Linked DNA regions of Sus scrofa: region 1 is linked to region 2. The links are chromatin contacts, called in public promoter capture Hi-C maps. All regions are on one chromosome and are shown on one strand. The core of a region is the stretch at or near the end of the contact, and the rest is flanking DNA. Distances in the headings are between cores, read along the strand shown.

The links. Promoter capture Hi-C pulls out the DNA fragments that hold promoters and counts their contacts.
Region 1: a promoter capture Hi-C map of liver shows a contact between it and region 2, with 3 times the contacts expected there. The contact joins two enhancer-like sites. A contact is called at or near these places in 1 of 5 promoter capture datasets (liver) and 1 of 2 datasets of contacts at active chromatin or transcription factors (alveolar macrophages).

Annotation. Positions count from the first base shown.
Region 1 is chr12:60,720,513-60,725,466 of Sscrofa11.1, forward strand. It overlaps TOM1L2 (TOM1-like protein 2), which reads left to right. Exons shown (of 14, transcript XM_021068013.1): 13 at 4,789-4,825. Among named protein-coding and RNA genes, the nearest start is that of SREBF1, 11 kb to the right of the region's middle. Within about 2 kb of position 2,964, at least 21 of the 83 cell types and tissues checked have an H3K27ac peak or open chromatin away from gene starts, as enhancers often do. A contact at or near this core is called in alveolar macrophages and liver, where this site is marked.
Region 2 is chr12:60,396,252-60,400,782 of Sscrofa11.1, forward strand. No RefSeq gene overlaps it. Among named protein-coding and RNA genes, the nearest start is that of PRPSAP2, 11 kb to the left of the region's middle. Within about 2 kb of position 1,565, at least 41 of the 83 cell types and tissues checked have an H3K27ac peak or open chromatin away from gene starts, as enhancers often do. A contact at or near this core is called in alveolar macrophages and liver, where this site is marked.

The DNA.
Region 1 (4,954 bases), core at 1,714-4,213, 330 kb after region 2:
TAGAGCAGGTCCCCTGAAGACCACGACTGCTCCCCGTCGAATTGGGGAATCCAGCTGTGTGTCCTTGTGCCTGTCGATCCTGCAAAAGAGGATACTGCCCACATGGCCACCTGGCCCTGCCCCACCTGGAGCTCCGGTCCCACTAACAGCTAACCCAGCGTCTCACCTGACTGTGGTGTTTCTTCTTCTAAACAATGTGTATTAATTGCTTTGCCTTATTGCCCGTAGTCTAGAAACCCTGAGTCTTTCCAAACCTCCCCAGTACAAATTCTTCACTTGGAAACTTTTTGTACTACGGAGACTACGGCTCACCTGGGGAGGCAAGGTGGGGGGCTGTGGGGAGCTCCCCCCACCCTGGAAGTAGCCCGGAGCTCAGCACCTGCTCCCGCTGAGCTGGAGATGGGCAGCTGGGTCTCCCGTGGAAGGAGGGGCGCTGGGCGCGCAGATCCAGCACCAGGCCCGCCGCCCGGTGTGCAGACCCGCTCCTGCTCCTGCTCCTGGGTGCCTGGTCTGCCGGCTGGTGGCCAGGGGTCGGGGCTCTCTCCCACACGCAGTGCAGCCAGGAAGACACCCCGATGTGAACGAGCATCGGTCACAGCAGCCACAGACGTGGTCAGTCAGGGCCCGCAGTGGAGGTGGGGGCGTCCCTGCTCAGACCCGGAGCAGCCCCAGCACAGCAAGACTCGGGCTACCGAGGGCTCTGGCTGCGGCTGAGCCCAGCGCAGCACCTGTCCCCTTTGGGCCCAAAGCCCCCCGCCCCCTGAGCAGGTCCCCCGCTGTCCTCCGACGTGCATGGCCCACTTCCCTTTGGGCTCGCACAGAGCCCGGCGCCCTCCCGTCTAGTCCAGCCTCTCCCCGCACGCTTCCCGTGGCTCCTGTCGGCGGGCAGGGTCTCGGGTCTGTGTGCGATGCCCCGGCTGCCCCGGGAATTTTGTCCTGCTGTGCTCCTCACACACCAGTTCCCAGGCAGGCAGCCTGTGAAGCCAGGCGCTGGGGCAGCCAGGCAGCCCCATGCAGGCGCAATGTGAGCGTTCCTGTGACCCACGTCTGAGGCCAGGGCCTCTCGGCCAGGGATCAGCCCCGGAGCCCTGGGTTTCTGCGCTAGAAAACGGGAGCGCCAGCCTGGTCCTGAAGGGATTTGGAGTCGTGAGTGGGGGAAGCCGCTGGCCTCTGTCGCAGATGGGGACACCGAGGCCCGCCCTTCTGGCCGCAAGCACCTGCTCCCCGGAGTGGCCCCGGCTCCCACCACACTCACTGGGACGTTGTTTGGAAGGCGAGGGGCTTCTCAGACGCCAGCGTTTGTCTTCGGAGCGTGCTGGCTCTCGGGATTCTTGCAGAGTTCAGCACGGGCTCGGTCCCTGGGGGCCGGTTCCAAGCAGTAACAAAAAGCTGTGAGCAGAAGCCGGAGCTAAGGCTCTTAGCGTCTTTTTTCAAGCTTTGCAAGCGCAGGGCCTCTGGTCCTCCGGGGCGCGAGATTGCCCCAGCAGCTGCTGTTGGCCGGTTTCCCCCGAGATGCTCGGACGTGGCACGCTTGGTTCTGGGAACCTGGCGGCGCAACCCACGTCCTCCCAGAGGGCAAGAGTTCTGTGTGGAAGCATCAGGATAGGGAAAGCTGCCCTCTCCGTAGGAGAGTGTGTCGGGCAGAAGCCCTGCCAGCCCGCGTAGCCCTGCGTGCCTGCCACCTTCCGCTCAGGAGCCGCCAGCTTGCCAGTCGGTGTCTCCCCCCAGGGCACCAGGTGTCCTTGTCCCCAGGAGTCCTTTCAGGTGCTTTGAAGCCTTGATACGTATATGTTTATGACCACACCTGCAGCACACGGAAGTTCCTGGGCCAGGGGTTGAATCCAGGCCACATCTGCAACCTACACCACAGCTGTGGCAACACCAGATCCTTCAACCCACTGCGCCAGGCTGGGGATTGAACCCGCACCTCCACAGTGACCCAAGCCGCTGCAGTTGGCTGCCGCCCGCTGGCCCTGCTTATCAGCATTAACCCACGGCACCACGGCGGGAACCACGTGAATCTGCTCTCTTTAAGCATTTAAACGTCCTTAGGTCCCCAGTAGGCAAAGAAAAAACAAAAACATAGACAGAACCTCCCTAACCTGACGGAGGCTGGCTTGAGCCTCTGAAACGTGTGTGGACACCCACCCCTGGGTGGGGTGGACGCGAGCGTGGAAGCCAGAGGAGGGGTCTGCCGGCCTGGCTGCTGGACACGCTCCCCAGTGGGCCCAGGCCCTCGCCCACCCACATGGGGGTCTTCTGGGCAGGTTTACCCCCCAGGGTGGCCCTGTGTCGGGCAGGGCTGTGACCGCAGGGCCCCGCTGCTCTCCGCGCTCAGGTCCCGTTGCAGACACTGAGGCCAGCCCCTCACTGCCTGTTTTACCTTGATTCCTCCCTAGATTGTGACCCGGGGCTGGCAGTGTTTTGACAAGTGAGCTTGGAAGTGAGTCCGAGTCCCCAGGGACTTCCCAGACCCCACACCTCAATTAAGGGCCATCGGCTCCTTCTCTGGGGGGGAGCTGACATTTCCTTAATGGGGCTCCAGGGGGTGAAAGGTTACTTCTCACTTATCGCAGTATTATCTGACCTCATCTGACAGCAGCTTAACTCTTTCTGGCCAGAGACAGTTTCAGGCCCTTGGCACTGGTGGCCCAGGCACTGCGAGGGTCCCTCCTTGGCTCGGGAGCCCGGTCCCCCTGCCCCCCGCTCCCCCGCCACCTCTGCCCGGCTCTCCGTGGAGCTTTTCTCCGATGCTGGGGCTCCGACAGCTCTGAAGGTGGGAGGAAAGGGCGGCCTGAGAGGAGGCCGCTGCACTCTGGCTGCTTTGGGATTTTTCCCCTAACCCGACAAAAAGACAGCCAAAGTCCCTTGGTCCGCTTGGCCGTCAGAGCCCTTGCTTTGGGCCTGTTTGTGGCAGGAAAGCTCTGGCCTTCCGTCGGCCGGCCTCCCAGAAATGCCCGACGCCTTGCGCAACATTCCACCCAGCAGCGCCCTGACCACCGCACCCCGCCCGGGCCTGCGGCCACACGGCCTCCCCGCCCTGTCCGACCGGGACGGGCACAAAAAGTTACCCAGTTAAGAACACGTACTGTGCCCCCGCCCTGCCACCCGCTGCCCTGCTGCTTAGAGCCGCCGCTTCCGCCCTCCCCTTTCGCACGGGCTGCTGCGCGCCCCGCCTGCTGTGCCAGCGTGTTCTGCTCCGTGTCTGTTTTGGTTTTGGTTGCGTTGGGGTTGCTTTGACCATTGACGTGTCCGGTGTTCTGTCTCCCCCGCCTGGCTGCCGGGCGACCGCCCCCCGCTTGCCGCCTCCATAGATCCCGGTGGCGCAGCCCTCTGTCATGGACGACATTGAGGTGTGGCTCAGGACCGACCTGGTGAGACTCGACTTTTCTTTCTCGTGTGGGGAGTGGCGAGGCAGAGGCCCTCCGAGGAAGGGCCTGGGGGGCCGCCGCGGGGGCCACTCTCCCCGGGAGGCAGGCGGAGGGAGGCCGGGCAGGCGCCCCCCCCACGTCCGCACCTGCTCGGGGCGCAGAGCCGGGCTTCCAGCCTCACCCCCCGCCTCCGAAAGGCACACCCACGAGTCCCGCTTCCTCTTCAGGTGCAGCTGCGTGTGTGTGCTTGGGCTCTTTCGGGGTTTGAGTTTGGGCTTTTTTGATTTTTTTAATTTATGTATATTTTTCGTTTTTCTTTTTTTTTTTCTTTTAATTGTGCAATATACACAGAGAGGAGTGGGTGTTTGTTTTTCAACTCACTGCCCCCCCACTTCCCCGGAATCTCCTGGTGTCTTGGATTTAGTCGCCCCCGAGCCCATCGGGTTTATCCCCGGGGATGGGCAGGAAGGCTAGGATGTCGCACGTCTGCCAGTGGCCGGTCCCCCCCGCTGCGGGCCGGTCCCCCGCTGGCCCCTGCAGCCCACTCCCTCCCAGCGCCCTGTGCAGGAGGCCGGGCTGCTGAAGAAATGCACTTGGGGAGGAATGTGCTCATCCAGAGTCACGGCCTGCTGGTTGGACTTTCCCCCAGACCTGGGGGCAGCGGCCTCCTCCCAGGGCCCCTTCCCGGGAGCAGAGCAGCTCTGTAACCCCAGGGGCGCTGGCCGGGCTGGCCCTGGCTGCTGACCGCCCCTCCCCGCACCAGGACCCGGAGGGCAGACCTCCGGGGGCCTTTCTGAAGACACTGCCCTGCTTGCGAGCAGTGCCCGTGCCGTGCCTGGGAGGAGGCCAGGGGCCCCACGGTCAAGGGGCAGGGACCCCCAGCTGGCCGCACAGGGGGTCGGTGGCAGAGCTGCGAAGGAAGCCTGGCCTCCCAGCCCTGAGCAGGGCCGTGTCCACCCCCTCGGCTCCCTTCCCCACCCGTGTCCCTGCCGGCTTCTCAGCGACCCTCGCGGTCCCCAAACAGAAGCCGGTCTGATCCTCTCCCATGGTTCAGCGCTCCCAGAGCCTCCTTGGGGACGGGATTGGGGCCACAGGACGAGGCTGGCACGGCTTCCGGGAGGCCTCCCCTCCCCTGCCAGAGCGCCTCGAGCTCCACGGCTCTGGCGCTTCCAGGCCTCACGTGGCTCCCGGCTGCCTGTGTGGACCTGACCTCCCAGCCCCCTGTGGCCGCCTGGGGCTGGGACAAGGACGCCGAGTGGAAGAGCGCCTGGGGGCCCGGGCTAGAATCTGCTTAGCGTTTTGTTTTTGACTTTTTAAGAACAAGTGCCCTCAGAGCCCTGGGGGACAGGCCGCCCTGGGGGGCTGCTGGCGGGGAGGGGCCCGGCGGCGGTCCTAACGCGTCTCTGCTCTCCCGCAGAAGGGTGACGACCTGGAGGAGGGCGTCACCAGCGAAGGTAGGCCTGGCTCCTCCCCCCAGGCTCTGGGGTCACACCCCCTTTCCCTGGGGTCTGACCTCCACGCCCCCACCCCCGCCTCCCTCAGTGTGTCACGGCGGCACAGGGCTGGTGAACAGTAGTGCAGGC
Region 2 (4,531 bases), core at 315-2,814:
AGTACTCCCCACACAGCTCTCCACGGCTCTGATCACTGCGCGCAGGGCACGTTCTGGTCGCTGCAACTTCAGCAAAGAGGAGCCACTGGCTCCAGGGTTCCCTGCCAGCTTCGTGAGGTTAGGAGCCACTTGCATGCTTCAGCAAAGCTACAGCCCAGGAGTTCCCATTGTGGCTCAGTGGAAAGAATCCATGAGGATGCGGTTTGATCCCTGGCCTCGCTCAGTGGGTAGGGGATCCGGTGTTGCCGTGAGCTGTGGTGTAGGCCGAAGATGTGGCCTGGATCCCACGTTGTTGTGGCTGTGGTGTAGGCTGGAGGCCACAGCTCCTATTTGACTCTTAGCCTGGGAACTTCCATATGCCCTGGGTCCGGCCCTAAAAAGCCAAAAAAAAAAAAAAAAAAAAAAAAGCTACAGTCCACACATTTTAGGTCATGTCAAAATAACCCCAGCAGCCAAGGACACTGAGCCGAGGGGCGGCTGTGGGTCAGTTTAACAGCACATACAGATCCTGCAGGAGCCACCTCAGTGCGGACACACAGAACAAAGTCAGTTCTTGAGGCTGTAGGGGGGATTCACAGTTCTGCTTCGGAACCTCCCCCTCTAGTCATGATGTCTGCAAATGAGTAGCTTAACAAACCGTTAATGTAAATAAGACCAAAGGCTAACACTTGTTAAACCTAGGTAGTGCGTTTATCAAACCATGGGGTTGGAAACTTTGATGACAGGAATCGAAAGATAGATATAAAATCTAAAGTGGAGACGTTCACCTCTCGCTTTCATTTCCTGCGTGGTTTACTGGTGACTTAATTTTGCCCGTTTAAAGCTCCCTGATCTCAAGTCACAGCAAAAATCTCTCCTCTTTCCTGCAGCACTACCCTCACCCCTGAGGTCGCCATCACTCCCTCCAATCCAAGGGCTCATCGTTCTGGAATCACGGGACATCACACTCCTTCTGTTTCCTTCTTTCAGTGGCAGAGCACTGGGGTCGGGTGGGGTGGGGGGAAATTGCCTTACCGCCAGAAAAGGAAACTTTCCCACGCAACCGAGTAGTCCTAGATTCCACGTCAGGCAGGCGTGGACCCAGCGATCCAAGCATGTGGCCAGGCACTGCTCCGGCTCCGTCACGTGGCTGTTGCTCCCCTTTGCAGACAGTGACCAGGTGGCGGCTTCCAGCTCCAGGGGCTGCCTCCTTAAGGAGGGAGGTTGCTGCCTTGGCGCCCCGCCCCACCCCGCATGCCCCGCCAAAGTCCCACGTCTCGCTCCGATTGGCCAGGCTTAGTCACATGCTCGCTTTCGAGCCAATCAAGGACAGTCAGCCCTGATTGGCCCGCCTCCGTCACGCGCTCCACACCTGACCTGAGTCAGCCACGCAGAGACCCGCGAAGGAGCCCAGGCCGGTGACGGTGGGGCTGGGGTTTGGGGAGCCGGGAGGGGTGAGACGGGAGTGCAGGGGCGGGGGACCTGGGCCCAACCCACTTCAGAGGCCGGTAGGGCCCCGGCCGGTTCTGCTTTTTCAACCCGTGAGTCCCCGGAGTGAGTTCTGCACGCGGCCGGGGCTTGGCCGATGGGCGGAGCTTTCCTTCTGCTCGAGGTGCTCCTGAACCCGCCTCCCGGGCGCGCCTGCCCGCCAGCGCTGCAGTTCGCAGAGCGGCCGCCGGGGGGAGGCGGCGAGGCGGGAAACCAGGCTGCCGCCGGCTCTGCGGCTTTTGCATTTTCCCTCCAGGGTGAAGGGTCATCTGGAAAAGCGCGTGCGCCGGCGCTTCCTCCGGAACCGAACGAGCCGGCGAGGCCGCGTCCAGACGGCCGCGCGCCGTGTCCCGGCCCCTCCTCCGGCCCCTGTCGTGACTCAGCTTGTCATTGACCGTGGCGCCCCCGCAGGGCTCCGGCCGCCCCGGGAGCGTCCTCCGCGCCCTCGTGGGTGTGTTTGGCGCGAACACAGCCGTTCTCAGGGCTCCAGCGCGTTCGTCCAGCTCTTCCGCTGCTGGCGGCGGGCTGGTGTCGGGCTTGGGCCATCGTGCATAAGTAGTGTCGCGGGAGCCTTTCGCAGGTGTGGGCACGCGTATTCGCACTTGCGTTGGGTGTAGACCTGTGAATGGGATCGTTGGGCCTCGGGTACTACTAATTTTTCAGCGTCAGCAGGTACGGCCAGGTGCACCCTTTAAACATCAGCCCCTTTATGCTCCCAACGCAGCCCCGGTTGCCTTGCGTACTTTCTGCCTTTTCCGCGGTAGCTACTCAAGTACTTTAGACTTTAAAAAAACAACAGAGGAGTTCCCGCGTGGCTCAGTGGTTAACGAATCCAACTAGGAACCATGAGGTTGCGGGTTCGATCCCTGGCCTTGCCCAGTGGGTTAAGGATCCGGTGCTGCTGTGAGCTGTGGCGTGGGTCGCAGACGCGGCTTGGATCCTGCGTTGCTGTGGCTCTGGCGTAGGCCGGCGGCTACAGCTCTGATTCGACCCCTAGCCTGGGAACCTCCATATGCCGCGAGCGCGGCCCTAGAAAAATACCAAAAGACCAAACAACAACAACACAAACACAGCTTTGTTGGGGTATAATTTACATCCTGTTAAAAGTCACGTGTTTTTATGTGCATGATCCAAGGATTCTTGGTAAATTGATGGAGCTGTGCGACCACCACCAGGAACCAGTTCCGACCATCTCCACCACGCCTAGCTCTCTCATGCCCGTTTTATTCTGTTTTTTAATCTCATTCCCCCAGCCCCCAAAGCAGTCTTTGGGCACTTGTTTTGTTGCCAGGCACTTTGCTAAGCAATATGGGTGATTTAAAGAATCAGAAGACCTGGTCCGTGCAGCTTAGAGAGAGACAGATGTGCAACCCAATTGGAGTGACGGGGCGGGGGCGGGAGGGGGGAACAGAGCAGCTGGGCATGTGTGCCAAGCCAGAGGTGAGGATTTCTGAAGCTTGAACCGCGAACATGGGGAGGCAGGCATAATGGATCAAAAGGGAGGAGCCTCCACTTGGCCATCACCCTCAAACGAAGAGCTTAGCTTTCCAGGCCTTGCCTGAGCAACTCCTGCTCTAGAACTTTCCAGACCACAGCCCTGGAAGAGTCTCTGCCCTTTAGCCCCACAATCGCCTGGGCTTTGTACAGGTCTGCCAGCCCCCAGGACTGAGCGCTCTGAGAGAGCAGAAAGCTATGTCAGCCTGAATCATGGCTGTCTGTGGAGCCCCCGTAGCAGCCCTGGGCGGTCTGTTCTTGGCCTGTGATGTGTAAGCTGGCAGCTTCTATCTTGTTCAAGCCATTTCTGTGTGTTTCCTGTGGTTGCTGTGACAAATCACTGCACACGGAGTGGCCTAAGAGCGGCATGCACTTCTTATCTCACAGTTCTGGAGGCCAGATGCTTGAAATGTGGTCAAGGAGCCAACGAGGGCTCCCTCCCTCCAGAGGCTTTCAGGAAGAACCTGTCCCTGGCCTCTGCCAGCCTCTGGTGGCTGCCAGCCTGTCTTGGTTTGTGGCATTATCACTCCAATCTTTGCCTCCATCTTCACGGCGCCTTGTGTGTGTGTGTGTGTGTGTGTGCGCGCACGCACGCATTGTCTCCCCTGCCTCCCACTTAGAAGGACACGTGACTGCACTAAGGCCCAGCCACATAATCCAGGAAAATTGCCTCAAGGTCCTTTACTTGATCAGATCTGCCAAGACCCTTTTCCCAAGTAAAGGAATATTGGTTCCAGGGATGAAAGCCTGATATCTTCGGGGGCGCCGTCCAGCCTGTTACACCCCTGCTATTCATGTCCCTGTTGCTGAGCGCTGAAACAACACCCCAGAGAATAGAAAAAATGCATGTAGGAGTTCCCTTGTGGCTCAATGGGTTAAGGATCTGGCATTGTCACTGCTGTGGCTTGGGTCGCTGCTGTGGCACAGGTTTGATTCCTGGCCCAGCAACTTCCTCATGCCACGGGTATGGCAAGAAAGAAACAGAAAGAAAGAAAAAGAAAGAAAGGTGAGTTCCTGTTGTGGCTCAGAGGGTTAAGAACCAGACCTAGTGTTCATGAGGATGTGGGTTCCATCCCTGGTCTTGCTCAGTGGGTTAAGGATCTGGTGTCGCCATGGCTGTGGTGTAGGCCTGCAGCTATAGCTCCGATTTGACCCCAGCCTGGGAACTTCCATATGCTGCAGATACGGCCATTAAAAAAAGAATCTTGCTGCATAGCACAGGGAACTATATCTAGTCTCTTGTGATGGAACGTGATGGAGGGTAATGTGAGAAAAAAATATACATATACATGTCTGGGTCACTTTGCTGTACAGCAGAAATTGACAGAACGTTGTAAATCAACTATAACAGAAAAAATAAAAATCTTAAAAAGAATGGAGTTCCCGTCGTGGCGCAGTGGTTAATGAATCCGACTAGGAACCATGAGGTTTCGGGTTCGATCCCTGGCCGTGCTCAGTGGGTTAAGGATCCGGCGTTGCCGTGAGCTGTGGTGTAGGTTGCAGACGCGGCTCGGATCCTGCGTTGCTGTGGCTCTGGTGTAGGCTGGCGGCTACAGCTCCGATTCGACCC